Linked DNA regions of Hordeum vulgare: region 2 is linked to region 1. Evidence: chromatin contacts called from public Hi-C data. All regions are on one chromosome and are shown on one strand. The core of a region is the stretch at or near the end of the contact, and the rest is flanking DNA. Distances in the headings are between cores, read along the strand shown.

Evidence for each region. A called contact is a pair of places that touch in the nucleus more often than the background predicts.
Region 2: a contact with region 1 is called in a Hi-C map of an unstated tissue, with 6 times the contacts expected there. The contact joins the enhancer-like site here to the promoter of LOC123407811 in region 1. A contact is called at or near these places in 3 of 6 Hi-C or Micro-C datasets (leaf and an unstated tissue).

The regions. Positions count from the first base shown.
Region 1 is chr7H:50,290,779-50,298,460 of MorexV3_pseudomolecules_assembly, forward strand. LOC123407811 reads left to right here and starts at 4,671. Exons shown (of 10, transcript XM_045101038.1): 1 at 4,671-4,892; 2 at 5,006-5,184; 3 at 6,434-6,601; 4 at 6,695-6,781. The coding sequence starts at 5,017.
Region 2 is chr7H:50,375,339-50,383,020 of MorexV3_pseudomolecules_assembly, forward strand. LOC123409677 (protein ecdysoneless homolog) reads right to left here. Exons shown (of 5, transcript XM_045102546.1): 3 at 7,221-7,360; 4 at 6,808-6,968; 5 at 5,723-6,115. The coding sequence ends at 5,939. Among protein-coding and RNA genes, the nearest start is that of LOC123409677, 20 kb to the right of the region's middle. Within about 2 kb of position 4,338, at least 1 of the 3 cell types and tissues checked has open chromatin away from gene starts, as enhancers often do.

The sequences.
Region 1 (7,682 bases), core at 3,421-5,920:
CAATTCTATATATATCTCATCTTTTCAATACATGTACTTGTAACGATATCCATTCTTGCGACACGACGAGATGCGCTTCTATCCCTGACGAGGCCTTCGTGCCAAATTGAGGATATGGTCGCATCTTGAACGTGACACGATCTTAGGGGAGGACTCTGACGTACATCATATATCAAATCTGAAGATCGGGAAGAAGCAAAGAAGTTGTTTGCATATGCAATTATGCATACCAACAAGTAGAATAGGCACATCCATCACAAAAGAAAAACAAGTAGAATGGAAGAGGGATCTATACCATACTAATCTGAAACCTATATTGCTTCAAGCTCGTACCTTTCAAATGTGTGTTGAAGCTTCCTTACCACAAGTTGTACTTCCCGTTATTTTCTCCCAGTTGTGTTTGTCCGTCTCTAACAATCATTGTCAAAAAAATATTCATTAGTGACAAGTGCTCATACAGGCAAATATATAATACACACAAATCAATCTTAGAAGGCTTAGTGTACTTGTGATGAATAACTTGGTATACACTTCTGCAAACTTCGGAAATGAACAGAAGTTCATAAGATCCAAAACATAGCACAAACGTCTACACCTAGATATTTGCATTGCTAAGCTTAATAACAGCTAGCAAACCCCGAAGCAAGCATCACCCAAGAGCCTATTACTCGTACTACCTCCTTTCCGGTTTATAAGGCTTACGCGTATCTCTAGGTTGACAAATAGGCCATTGTAATACACGTTATATATCACAAAAAATATGTCATTAAAAACTTCAAACCGTCTACTTTCTAATGATATAATTTTTAGACTATACAACTCATTTTAACTGAATCAAATTATAAATCTAGGAATACGTGCAAGCCTTATAATCTGGAAAGGAGGTAGTACTCACAGAGTAATAACAAAAACTAAAGGAAACGAACACAGTAAATAGCATACATAAGTTAGATGAGACGCACTCAAATCCATATGAATAATATTAACTTCTCGCCGATTTACATGTTCCATTTTATGTGACTGCCATCACTTCACGATGAACTCAAGGGTTGTGCTCTACTCGTTGATTGGTGCAGAGCCTAAATTAGGATCCCTGCAGCAAGACAAACTGAACTTATCAAACAAGCCAATAATAAGTTAAAATGTGAGCGAAAGTGAAAGAAAGACAATAATATTGGAAGAATCGAGGATAAGAAGATGGCACGTGTACTGATAACATGGCGGCAAAAGACAATATCATTACATCGCAACTGAATTTAACTATCTACAGATACACTCAAAGTCCACACGTAATTAGTACTAACTTAATTTTCATGAGCAGCAAGTAAAAATGGTTACTCATCCCAAATGAATTTAACCGAATAATAGAGGCGGCACTACAAGTTCCTCATTTTAAATAGAATTTAACCGAATAATAAATGTGATACTACAAGTTCCCCATTTCAACTCAAAATAACTAATCTCGTAGTGGTATTTTGGAGTTCGTATCACTTTTGCTCACTGTTATCCTTCATGGGTTGAAGTCTTCATCAACATGGACATACGACAACACCATCTATCGAAACCATGCCAAAAATCTCCGTGTCTTCATTGCGTCTGATCTTCCTAATCCTTCGTTACTTACACTTACAATGTCATTAATTTCCACTACAAAACTCGTAGACTTGCATGTGTAGGGTGTGCTAGACTTGGTAAAATCGAAAAACTTGCCTACCTTTAAAAATGGAAAAGTGTTAAGTTTTAATTTGATCAAATAGTCTACGTGTGAAACAAGCGCTTATGAAAGACATTCGCCATGTTATGCAAACAAAAGTAATGAACATTGTGAACGATGTGAAAGTGGCATCGTCTTCGTGTCAGAAACCATCCCGTTAGCGAACATAACGTAGCAATGTTGGTTAGGTTCCTTGCTGTGAAATCAGACCACTAGGGTTCAAGTTCTAGATTTGACACTAGTGCTCACATTTTTTCTGGCTTTATTTCAAGCTTTACGGCGATGTTTGTTTTGTGGAAGGAGACGTTCCCGCCGACTATGAAGGCGCCCATGGTGACTTCGTTAATCCAAGATGTTATCCGACTCAGTATCTCGGAGATGCTTATAGAGGTATAGCATATGTGCGTTCATATGGATGAGTGTATGTGCATGTATGTGAGCATGTGCGTTTGTACTTTGTTTAAAAAATAAAATCATCCAATTCATCTTCTTACAAGACACTAGCTGATTGTTTGTGCATTACAACAAGGGCATAAATATTCTAGTGATTCTTCCCTTCAAAGAACGACGTTCTTCATAATTAATGTGATCCTTTCATCCAGTGCTCGATGATACTTTCATTGGTTAGTGTGATTCTCCGTGTCCAAATAATGCAAATCTACATAATTAACATGATTTTTTCGTCCAAAGCATGACACTCTCCATAATTGCATAAACCAACATACATATGGAACTAAACCAAAGAATGCCATATCATCACAACCGTAGACTGTTTTTTTGGTAGATATCGGGCCAACCCGTGTTTTAGTTTTGTGTGAACCTTTCACTGACCAATAATACATTTCCTGCTCTAGAGATAGAGTTGATAAGTTAGCTGAAGTAAAATATTTTCTTTTTTTTTTCTTTTTTTGATTAGGTTTGCAATGAAAGATAATCTACAGACCGAAGACGGTGTCGCTACGGTCGACCGTTCGGGTACCAGATGGTCTTCGATTGCGACGAAAATTGGTAGGCGGATTACCTATATTAAAATAAGACCGCATGCCAAGTTTTAACCCAGTTCAAGAATATTTTATACACACTTTTAAAAACAATATGTAAACGATGTCGCAGGCGAGTGCGTGTGTGGTTGGTCTCAAGACGGTCAACGACAAACACGGAGAGAACCGGCAACTAATAACGGATGCAAGTTTTTGAAAACCTGCAGCAACGGAGTGCCGATGCAATGCAGATGATGCGATGATGAATGCAACAAACATACGAACCACACGACGAAAACGGAATAAAAGGGGAATCTTTTGGAACGTCGGTCTCGGGTTGCCACAGGAGGCTTGCTGCGCATCGAATGGCAGATATTTTCAAAAAATACGCCATCTTGCGAGCTGTCAGATATAACACAATCTATCTTACTCTACTTTGCAAGAGAGGTGTCGTTGCAGAAACATGTGTAACGCCGGTTATGTTGTGGGTGTTTTGTAACATAGGTTGTGTTGCATTTTTTTGTAACATATGCCGTGTTGCAGAAAAATAAATTGCAACATGGGCCCTGTTACAATTTTTACTTTTTTGCAACAGGGGCATCTTCGATCTTTTTTTTGTATTCCTACCAAAACGTTCTAGTTGCTCATCGCAAAAAAAAAGTTATAGTTGCAAAGTTTGCAACAACGCTTTTTTCGTCTTCTTTGTATTCCCGCAACAAGACTTTTGTTGCAAAAAAATTACAACAAAGATCATGTTACAAAAAAGGTGAAGAGAGATAGAGGAGAAGTCAGGTAGAGAGGCGTATGGATCTCGTTATAGTAAATAAGATCATAGTCACGTAAATGGGTTCAAGACGACACGTGTCAAACGCGGCAGCCGGCAGACGCGCACATTAAACCCATCGGCTGATGTGAAGAGTTTCCCATAATTTAGCTTGAAAACGCAAATGCATATTAGTAACTATTTTCTTTTACTTGCTGATGTCAATCAACACACGAATAATAAATAAGTAAAATCATTTGCCTAGGTAACCTATTTTGATGACGAACGTGTTGGATGGCGCGTGAGTTAACAACCCGTTCTATTGCCTAGTCAGTCGCAACCTTTGCAACATGCCTCATGTTATAGCCATTTGCTTTGCAAGAAACAATGTCAATGCTTGAACCGTTTCATACCGACCGCAACCAGCTCCGTTCGACCCACCGTCGAGTCAATTGTAACCTTTGCGGCGAGCACCTCGTCGCTCTTGCTTTCTTCACGACATATCACGTGTCGCAATAATCAAACAAACAATGCCATACCGAATTACCAATCACAACCAGTTTCGTCCGACCCATCGTCTAGTCAGCCGCAACCTTTACAACGAAGCACCATGCCGCGCTCCCTTGCTCCGCAACATGGGGTAAGTTGCAAAAGGGTGAAGATGGCCGCGCGCCGTCCCATGAAAGAATCAGATCCAACGGTCACGGAGAGGGTCGACGCGCGCAGCTCGATCAGTCGGATGAGCGCTAGCGTGTTCCTTCCATGTCAACAGGGTAAAACTTTGGCTAAAACCAAACCAAACACACCAGCAGTTAATAATTAATCCAACAATTACATGCAGTCCACAAAGGGGGGGGGGGGGGAGGGGGAGCGCTTGCGTGCCCGCTCCTACCCCCTGCCTGCCTGTCCTAGAGAAAAACGGCGTTTGGGTTTGTTTAGTGCGGCCCTCGCAGAAAACACATGACGGAAACGGATAGAAAAGCGGCAGCACCGGGGTGTGGTCAATCATCACAAGACGACTAGCGCTCATCCCTACTCGATCGTATGGCTTCTAGAGGCTCCCGTGGAGTATGTACGTATGTATCTGTACGTAGAGCGCGGGCGGCCTGATCCCCCAGCATCCATCCCCCGGGGTCGCTGTCAAACAAATCCCGGATCGAGCGAGCCCATTGCCGTCTAGAGCCTCGCTTCGCCGCACGGCACAAAAAGGGGAGCGCCAGCCCGCCCGCCCACGCCCAGCCGCGCTGCCCTCCTCCCCTCCACACGTCTCCTCCCCTCCCCCACCCCCACCCCCACCCCCATCCTCACCCCCCGCCCCGCCGCCGACGCAGCTCCTCCCTCTCCATCTCCATCCCCATCCCCTCCCCGCTTCCTCGGCCCGTCCCTGCCCTACGCGCCCGGCGCTGCCCCGCGCGGCAGACACAGCGCGGCACAGGTACGGCTCCGGACCCTCCGCTCGCTTCGCCCCCCGACTCCCCGAGGCGCGGGGTCTCTCCGCCTCCGTCCGCGCGGGTTTGATCTGAGCGGCTGGTTCGGTGTTTCGCGCAGGTGGTTGGTTCATGGCCGCCAGCGTGCGGGAAGCTGCGGCGGGGCACGTGGTGGACGACTACGACGGCGGCGCGTCGGACGGCGAGATGGACGTGGACGTCGACGTCGACGCGGAGGCCGGAAGCGAGCTCCAGCACGGCCGCGGGGGCGGCGACGGCGACGACGACGAGTACGCGCTGGTCGGTAACCTCGTTCCTTTGGTTCATTGGTTGGTGCCGCGGTGGGCGGCTTGCGCTGCTTGCTTTCTCCGAATCGCGGATCGCACACAACATCCGCGGTTCCGCTTTCGGCTATTCGATTATTTGATTGGTTGTCTGAGGTTCCTTTCTCTTTATAGTACGATTCCAAGTCGAGCGTGATCTTGCTTAGGTTGTTCAGGAGTTTATCAGTGGCTTGCCTGTCCTTGTTAGTGTAGCGGCTGGCTCTTTCCAAACAGAAAAAAAAAGAAACCCACGGGCATGGATTGAAGCTCCACTCACAATTAATTAGGTTCAACCTGAAACCCGATCGCGGAGAGAGGTTCTTACTTCTTAATGCCGTGGTATCAGCTTAGCTTTCTGGTGTGTTCACCGCTTCTACCTGCGGGCGAGAATTATCCATTCTATAAGTTAAAAGCCGCAGTAGTTTGTTATGTTACGACAGAGTAGAGAAACATAACTTGCCATCGACAGAACAACCGTAGCATATATTCTAAAAAAGAACTAGTATATTATGCGAGGCGCGCAATCTTCTCGTTCAAAACATGCGTGTGTCGCGAGAGGAACCTTAGTCCAGTGATTATACTCAAAAGGGCGCGCAAAAGCTACTTTTAGACCGTGTCTAGTTTGTGGTGCTGATATTTCCTCTCTTAGTCTCTTGGTGCTGAATTCAATATTCATGATGAGGGGGGACTTGATGTCAATGGTGCTTGTGGAGCAGATTAGTATTGCCCAATCATGCAGCTCGAATGTGCTACTTGTGTTTATCTCCAGCCAATAATGATCTGGCTTACCATTCTCCGTAATGTCGTTTTCACAAGTGGCACACACTGCATAGTTTTCAATGCCCCACTTTACCAGGCGTTGCAGATGCTGCGATGTTTCAGTTCTTTTTGAATTGGCTAAGACCAAAGAGCATAAAACATGGCTTTCTGCTAGAAAAAAAGGACCTATGTCTTAGCCGTGTTGATTATTCACCTGCTGAATTGAAAGCAGCACATGGGACCGCCATGTTTTGGCGTATGCATGAGATCTGTTTATGTGGCTGCACCTGACTCTATCTAATCATCAAGACCACGGCATGGTTGAATAAATGTTGACTGATGTAGCTTAGTAAGGACAAATAATTTCTTAAAAAAAACTATGTGTTATTTCTTTGCCCTTTTCCATGCTTATATAAAAATTCTGAGTATTAAGCTAAAGCGTATTGATATTTGACTATTTTCTACAGCTCACTAGGATAACTGACACATCAGCAGCTGAAGCAAGGGCAGGAAAGGATATACAAGGTATACCATGGGAGAGGTTGCAAATTACCAGGAAGGATTACAGAAAAGCTAGGTTGGAACAGTACAAGAACTATGAAAATTTCCCTCAATCCGGAGAGCTCATGGATAAGGTCTTTAATTACTATATAAATTGTACCTGTCAATGTTTAGTCTATGTTCTAGATGATCAATTTTCCTAAAAGGATCCTCTAAAATGTTAACAGTTGTGCAAGCAAGTGGAGAGCAGCAGCAAGTACTATGAATTTCAGTACAACACTCGGATAGTGAAACCATCAATTCTCCATTTTCAGGTGAGTTGTGATCTGTTTTCTGTCCTATGAAGGATTTGTAGTATGGCATGCTTATTACATCCATTATCAAACGTTATATGGAATTTCATTTTACTCACTTTCTTATTAGCATTTATTATCGTGCTTTCTTTGCAAAGTTCCGTGTCTTATTTGTATCCATATCAGTAAGAAGTCTGAAAAGGAAAACTTAGTTCCCTTTTTTTATGGGATCTCTGTTTTAAGGATTCCGCTAGAATGGTCGAACTTCATAAATGAATGCTGCAGTGGTTACATAGAATTTCACATGAAACTTTTAAAGGAGTATAACCCTGAAAATGAGCAATCGAGGTTATTGTGTATTTATAAAGCAATGTTTGATTTGGAACATAGCTGGAAATCTGTATCAATTATGTTAACTCAACTCAAGGCCCGCGATGCAAATACAAAGTCATCCCACGTCCGTGCAAATGGGCACCGGCACAAAAATCATATTCCTTTCCTCCACTCGGGCACCTCTGTGGTATCTGATCATAAAGATAAAGCTGATGTGCTCCTCAACCACTTATTTTTGCTGGTTGGCACGAGTGAGGGCAGACCCTTCCAACTTGATGGTGATTTCCTGCAGCTGCATAGTGCAAATCTGAGTCATTGAGACCCTCCTTTCACCATGGACGAGCTCAAGGTGACCATTAAGGATATGCCGTCTGAAAATGTTCCTGGCCCTCTCGATTTTATAGTTTTATTCTTCAAGAAGTGCTGGAGCACTATCAAGTTCGACCTCCTGAATGCTCTTAATCAGCCGTCTGCAGTTAGTGGCCAACATTGGAATCTGCTGAACACTGCTCACATTAGGCTTATCCAGAAGAATTTGCTGGCCTGCTGATTATAGACTGATCAGTTTATTGCGAACCTGACAAAGATT
Region 2 (7,682 bases), core at 3,088-5,587, 84 kb after region 1:
CGACGCTCTCTATGATTCTCTTTATTTGAGTCATAGAAAAGCCGTACTATTAAGAGGGGATCCGTAGTGGAAAGGTTTGGGTGGAATCTATCTTTGCACACGCACACTTCACATTCTCCCTTCCCTTCATCTTTGGAGCGGCCCTCGCCACTTTGTTTCTCGCATCCTTGCAAAATGGTCCCCAGCGGTAGTATCGCTGGTTCTAGCGGTAGTACCGCTGGACTGCTAGCGGTAGTACCGCTGCAGCCAGCGGTAGTACCGCTAGCTGGCGGTAGTACCGCCCCTGGCCAGCGGTAGTACCGCTCCAGGTGCTTTGTTCCACCTGCCTAGCGGTAGTTCGTGGATGGACCTTTTTGCGAAGACTTTCTTGGCGGTAGTAGTGCTTTTGCACTACCAAAGGGCCAGCGGTAGTACCGCTGGTGTCAGCGGTAGTACCGCTGGAGTCCCAGCGGTAGTACCGCTGCATCCAGCGGTAGTACCGCCAGGCGGCGGTAGTACCGCTGGAGCTCGGGCAGAGAGTGGGAAAACGGTCTGATTTTTTCCCCCACTATATAAAGGGTTCTTCTAGCTGAGGAACCCTATCTCTTACCTCTCTAAGCTCCATTGTTGCGCCCCAAGCTCAAAAGTGCCCGATCTCTCTCCCTAGCCAATCGAACTTGTTGATTCTTTAGGGATTGGTTGAGAAGGCCTAGATCCACACTTCCACCAAGAGAAAAGTTGATTCCCCCACCAATCCCTTGTGGATCTTGTTACTCTTGCGTGTTTGAGCATCCTAGACGGTTGAGGTCACCTCGAAGCCATATTCCATTGTGGTGAAGCTTCGTGGTTTAGTTGGGAGCCTCCAAGCTTTGTGTGGAGTTGCCCTAACCTTGTTTGTAAAGGTTCGGTCGCCGCCTTCAAGGGCACCTATAGTGGAATCACGGTACCTTGCATCGTGCGAGGGCGTGAGGAGAATACGGTGGCCTTAGAGGCTTTTTGGGGAGCATTGTGCCTCCACACCGCTCCAACGGAGACGTACTTCCTGTCAAAGGGAAGGAACTTCGGTAACACATCCTCGTCTCCATCGGTTCCACTTGTGGTTATCTCTATCCTTTACTTTGTATTTGCTTATGCTTGTGACTATATCTTACTTGTCTTACTAGCTCTCGTTGTTAGCTTCTATAGGGTTCACCTCATTGTCGTATTATTTGTGAACCCGTATGGTGTTTACCTTAACTTGCTAAGATTAATTAAAAAGTGGTCGTTGTCTATTCACCCCCCCCCCTCTAGCCAACCATATCGATCCTTTCAGTGGTGCTATGTGAACATCGACTACATGACACTTCACCATTATTTGGGCCTAGAGGAAGGCATTGGGAAGTAATAAGTAGATGATGGGTTGCTAGAGTGACAGAAGCTTAAACCCTAGTTTATGCGTTCCTTCGTAAGGGGCTGATTTGGATCCACTAGTTTAATGCTATGGTTAGACTTAGTCTTAATTCTTCTTTCATAGTTGCGGATGCTTGCGAGAGGAGTTAATCATAAGTGGGATGTTTGTCCAATTAAGGACAGCACCCAAGCACCGGTCCACCCACATATCAAACTATCAAAGTAGCGAACGCGAATGATATGAACATGATGAAAACTAGCTTGACAGAAATTTCCATGTGTCTTCGGGAGTGCTTTACCTCATATAAGAGTTCGTCCAGGCTTGTCCCTTGCTACAAAAGGGATTGGGCCATCTTGCTGCACCGTTGTTACAATTGTTACTTCTACCCGTTACGAATTATCTTATCACACAACTATCGATTACCAATAATTTCAGTGCCTGCAGAGAATACCTTGCTGAAAACCACTTGTCATTTCCTTCTGCGCTCCTCGTTGGGTTCGACACTCTTACTTATCGAAAGGACTACGATATATCCCCTACACTTGTGGGTCATCACTGATACAACTCATTGGGAAGGGTAGGGTCGTGCCACAACCTCTGCCAGATTTTCAGGGGTAGGTTTCTTCCTCTTTGGGCTACGGTCGGCACCCTCATCCACGTCGTTGCTTGCTGAAGTTGTATCAATCATCCCCAGACCAGTTCCCCCCTCAACAGCATCATTCCTTCCATCGATAAGCAGCAAAGAGGTTCTTGCCACACGCCGATAGACTTGAATTGGTACTTCCTTACGCTTATGTTGATGTTTATTCTTGACAGGGGAAACCACTTCCTCATGAGCATCTTTATGTGTCCTTGAGTTTCTGGTTGCATTCTTGCTATTTGCACCTGAGTTAGATCCCTGGAGGAGTGCTCCGTCGACGTGGGTTTCCTGTAATCATCTGGCGCGTGGAGCTTTGGTCCAAACGGGAGCTCCCCCTTCTCATCCCGGGAGCCCGGCGTTGGCCAATACAATTCAAAGTGCCCTAGACTGCGAGAATAGGAACAAAAGTATATGGAATCTGCTCATACTGAATGTCATACATATCCATTTTCTTCCTCTTGGCACAGTCAATCAAAATCCACCTATGCAAAGGTTTCTCCACCTCGATTGTGTTCCGTGCTCTCAGAAAACCATCACCATGATCAAAACTCACAGATTGTGGGTTCTTGTCCATCTGCTTTGCACTGGGAGTCCACCAAGACTCACCCCTCAAATTATAGGGCAGGTTCACCACCCGCGCCCAAACTTGGAGCCGAGCAAACTTGAGTTCGTCCGGCCTTGTACAGTTATCGTATTCCGCAAGTACCACAACATGCTTGTTGATATGCCATGGCGATCCACCCCAAACACGATCTCTATCACATTGGGTCTTGAATTCATATACAAATGTATTCATTCCTACTGATATGAACTTCAAGCCTCGTGGGTTTCCCCACACCGGACCAAGGGCACTGGTGATGGTCTCGATATGGAATTGGTTTCGGCAGAGAATTTTACCAGCCAGCAACCACCTCACCAGTCGCGTCGATCACCACGGGGGTAGCCTCTTCCTTAGACATATCGAACTTGCCCAAGGCTTCCTCCAATTTCTTCATGGCATCGCGACCCGCCGACGCTTCGTCCCCGCCCTCAAATCAGTAGCGGCACTGGGAGCGGCCATCAGCGTTCCTTCGCAGCGTACTGGCTCCCCCCCCCCCTCCTTAAATCCCCGGGCGAGACACTAGTTCCTGTTGGAAATATGAGCAATTTACCATATGATTTTATTAAAAGAAAAACTAGGGAAAACATGACTATCATAAAATAGATGAAACAAGACATGGAATATAAAGATGAGACGACGAAAGACAGTGCACATATGACCTAGAAGAGAACATGTGTAGAGCCGTTCTATATACACAAGACATCATATGGAGTGATGAGCAAAAAGGAACATATCTAGAAGTGAAACTATAGCAAAAAGTTGCGGTAGGAACTCAACAAAAAATAACATGAGTACGTATTGAGTTGCAGCAGCAGTAGGGTTGGTGTTGGTGTTGTCGTTGGCCATGTTACCGAAGAGGTTGTCGACGTCGGGGAAGTAGTCGTCGTCTGCGAAGAGATCGTCGGTGTCCGTGATGGAAGCCAGTAGTCGCATTGAGCGCTCCCCAAAAACCTTATCGCCCTTCTCCCGTACAGGACTCGAAGAGACGGAGTTTCGGAGGCCTACTGTCCCGACCTACGGTGCACACCGCAAGTAGGGATGGGGAAGAGCGTAGAAGCAACACAGAGAAAGGAACCGATGGCGAGAGGAAGTTCTGATGCGTCTTCTCTGGAGAGGAGCGACCTCTCTTTTATAGGCGCAAGAGAAGGAGGCGAGAGGCCAACGACGGGAGCCGAAGAGAGCGAGGGAGACGAAACGAACAGACAGCGGCCGAAGAGTGTTGCGTTCGCTTTCAATATCCACTACAGCAAAACGTTCAGCTTCCGAATGACCTTTTGTATACTAGTCGTGTGTGGCAAAAATTTAGTTCGGCTCGACTCATTCCTGCAGTGTGACGAGACGGACGGCGGAGGAGGAGTGCGTGTATGTCTCTCTTGTTCTCAAGCTCATACATGTGTGGAAACATCCTTCCTTATAAGAAGGTTCAACTTCCACTAAACTAGCAATGTGTGACTAAACATTTCCACCTCTTACCTTACACAAATGGGCTGCATAGGCCTCTGGGATTTATTAGGAATTTTCTAAAATTATATATTGGGCTGGCCTAAAAATAGGCAAAATTCCAAGGACTTTTCTTACCTAACAAGGGTAGTAAAATATGACGGGTTTTATATACTGTACTAAGCACCTACGCAAACTCAAACAATAGATCTCAGACGCCTGGCAACAAAGGAAAACGTTAAGATCATCCGCATGATATCTCCCTCATGTAAGCCTCCTCTCCCGAGTTACACGTGTCATATGAGCCCCGCCACCGCTTTCATTCCCGACCTTATCTCCTTCCTTCCCACAGGTCCTCACCCCGTCGCTTTCCCATTTCCCTATCTTTCTCGTTTGCCACACAAGGAAGATTGCTCCGTGTCGCGAGCTGGAATTCGAGGGGAGCACGTCGTGCTAAGGGCCACCGGCGGTGGCTCGGGTACCGGGCTGCAGGCAAGGCAGCCGCTCGTTACAAGGGATTCTCCTGTGCTACAGAGCATGCTCGGTGCGGCGAGATGGGGCGCGGGCTGCCCCTGCGACAGTGGTGACGCGACGACGCGGAGCGCAATGCTCGTCGAAGTTGTGTTGAAACTTTTTGGGGGACTGCAAAGCAACATGACTGATGATGCAACTCGTGGATCTCGCGAGCGGCGAAGCTGGAATGCAACGAGGGCCAGCCGCTCGCCGGGGGACGAAGCTGCAATGTAACACGCTTTGATGCTGTGACCTGGGAAACACACTGACGACGGAGCTGCAATGCTACACCCAAGGAACTGCAACTTGCATAACTCATCGGCGGTGAAGTTGCAATGCAACGCATGAGGTGCTATGACCATGGGCCTCGCCGGCGCCGAAGTTGCAATGTGACACCCAAAGCGCTGCGACCATGGGTCTCGCTCCACCGGGATCTCACCGGCGGTGGAGCTGGGATGCAACGCCCAAGATGATGTGACCACTGATCTCGCCGACGGCGGGGCTGCGATGCAACGCCCAAGATTTTTGCTCTGCGGCGTAGCATCAGCTAACGAGCTAACGAGCTGTTGCGATGATAGTTGATGCTAACGAGCTGTTGCGATGATAGTTCCAACGGCTGAAGCAAGATGGTCAAAGGAGAACTAAGCAGCATGATAACGAAGCATCATTATGTTGACCCGTCCAACGGACGGGAAAGGGCAGCGTATTTCCTGGAGAAATCAGCCGGCCCGACAGCAAAACCCATGGGCGAATTGCTCCGAGCATCAGCCTCCAACTCGAGCAACGATGCCGCCCGAACACAAGCTTCAGACAATTCTACATACAATGTTTCACCTTTTGACTACGGGCATGTCCAATGCAAGGACTCTTCTTACCTAATAACGGTAGTAAAAGATGACGGGTTTTATATCCTGTACTAAGCATCTACGCAAACGCTAACAACAGATCTCAGACGCGCCTGGCAACAAAACCCACGGGCAAATTGCTCCAAGCATCAGCCTCCAACTGGAGCAACGATGCCGCCCGAAACTGAGCATCAGCCTCCAACTCGAACGACGATGCCGCCCGAAACTGAGCATCAGCCTCCAACTCGAACGACGATGCCTGCACGGGCAAAACAGCTTCTAACTGCGCCTGTACTTGCCAAACACACTGGACATGGCCCAAGACGTCTTCATAAACTGCTTGCATAGTGCAGTGGTATACAGGGCTTGCGTATAGTAGTACAGCAGTAAGATTACACAGAACGTAAGGAGATGCAGTTTTACAACAACAGATCGGGAAGCAAAACATATAGACCTCGATGCGTAACACTATTCTCGCTTCTTCTCCTATGTTTCCTGAAATCTCAAGTGTACACTAGCAAACACAAATATCACGGCTTTTTACCGTCCGGAGGTGGTACCTTCACGCCCATAAGTCCAAGCAGATTGGAGGCCGGGCCAGGAAGGCCTTGTTGAGACGAGTACGAGTTAAGAAAGCTCTCCACAAGGTTTAGGTTCACATCGACTGGGGCCATCTCCCCGTCACTATCAGCGGCATTCGAGGGACCCTGCAAGGCAAAACAATAACGCAGCCGCCAATTAGTCAAATCATACAACACCGACCTCTAGCAAGAATCGTACCGGCCTCAAGTTCGCAACTGAGAATTTGTTAGTATGCCATAAGTGCAGCTATGGAATGTCTAAAGTAAGCTGGATACACAATTGACCTTGGTTATCTGGGAGAACAGAAATGTACAAACAGAAGACATGAGATTATCTACATTTGAACTGGAAAAGAAACGGTGTCTGCAGCTAAATGATAAACTTTGTCGATTTGGACAGTTTGTTAACCATATCTGATATCCAACTAGTCAACTCATGTGTTCCAACATAGCATGATATACTGACATTCTTACATGTTTGTGGCATTCACTTTGACCACTAAAGACTATTAATGCTTGACGAAGTTCTAACGGAATCTTCATGATTTTAAACCGACTGAGTATGCGCGTACTGAGATCTGTTCTACATTTGAACCCCCCATATGCTAAACATGCAATTTAAGAATGTGCCTTTTCAAAATCACACTCCAATTATGCATATATTTTCTTAAAACCTAGCCTACAAATAGTGTAACAAACTAACAATACTAATGGCTTATAAAGGGTAATAAGTTTGAGCAAGCAGTCCACATGGTAGTGCCCTATCCTGAACACAAGATGACAAGATGAAAGCTTACAAGGCCCCAAAGGAAGTTTACCTCACTGTTGGTGCTAGGGTGTTGTGCTCGAGAAAAGGTTTCCTCGATAGTAGTCTTACTTAGCTCTTCATTCAAAGCATCCGAATATGATTCCATGAAAGAATCATCCATATCCTTTTCGCCAGCTTCTTCAGTAGAATCATTCTCGAAATCAGAATCATCTGCACCAACAAAAGCACTTTCAATTTCTAATAACACGCAGTTCCACAGCAAACAAGAATTCCTAAATCAAAATGGTGACTGATGCAACAAAGATAGGAGGATATTGTGGAAAGGTAGATTAAATAAATAAATAATATTTATCAATTTATCTATGAGAAGATGGTCAAAGGATACAAAATAATACTGTACTAGCTAACCATGTGCAAGGAAGATACTTATGAAGAAATGAGATTTGGAAGAAGGTGGCGTACCAAAGTCCATGTCAGATGAGGAGGATTTTCTATCAGCTTCGGTATCATTGCCAGCTTCCTCTTGTGAAGCCCTTCCTAACACTGACTCCATGGCCTTGAAGAACAGATTGACATCAAGGTCTACTGTTTCCGTGTCTTCCCTACATGAGCAAAATCAGTAGATCAATACCAAATAGCCAATCCAGTTGAGCAGGTGCATAATTAAATGGCTACAGCAAAGAAGTATAATTATACCCAGATTGTTACACGCCACAAGTCCTAGCAATATATTTCATCTGTAATGTGCTAGACAAATAATGCCATGTAGGCTTTCTGCCGGGGAAATAATCTCTAATCACATATTACTTCTTTAAAGTCATTTATGCTCAAGGGACTGATTAATTAGGTAAAGAATCATCCTCTATGAAGCCCCAATTACAAAGGTAAAACTGCCGGTCTATTGCAAATTCAGAATGCCTCAAA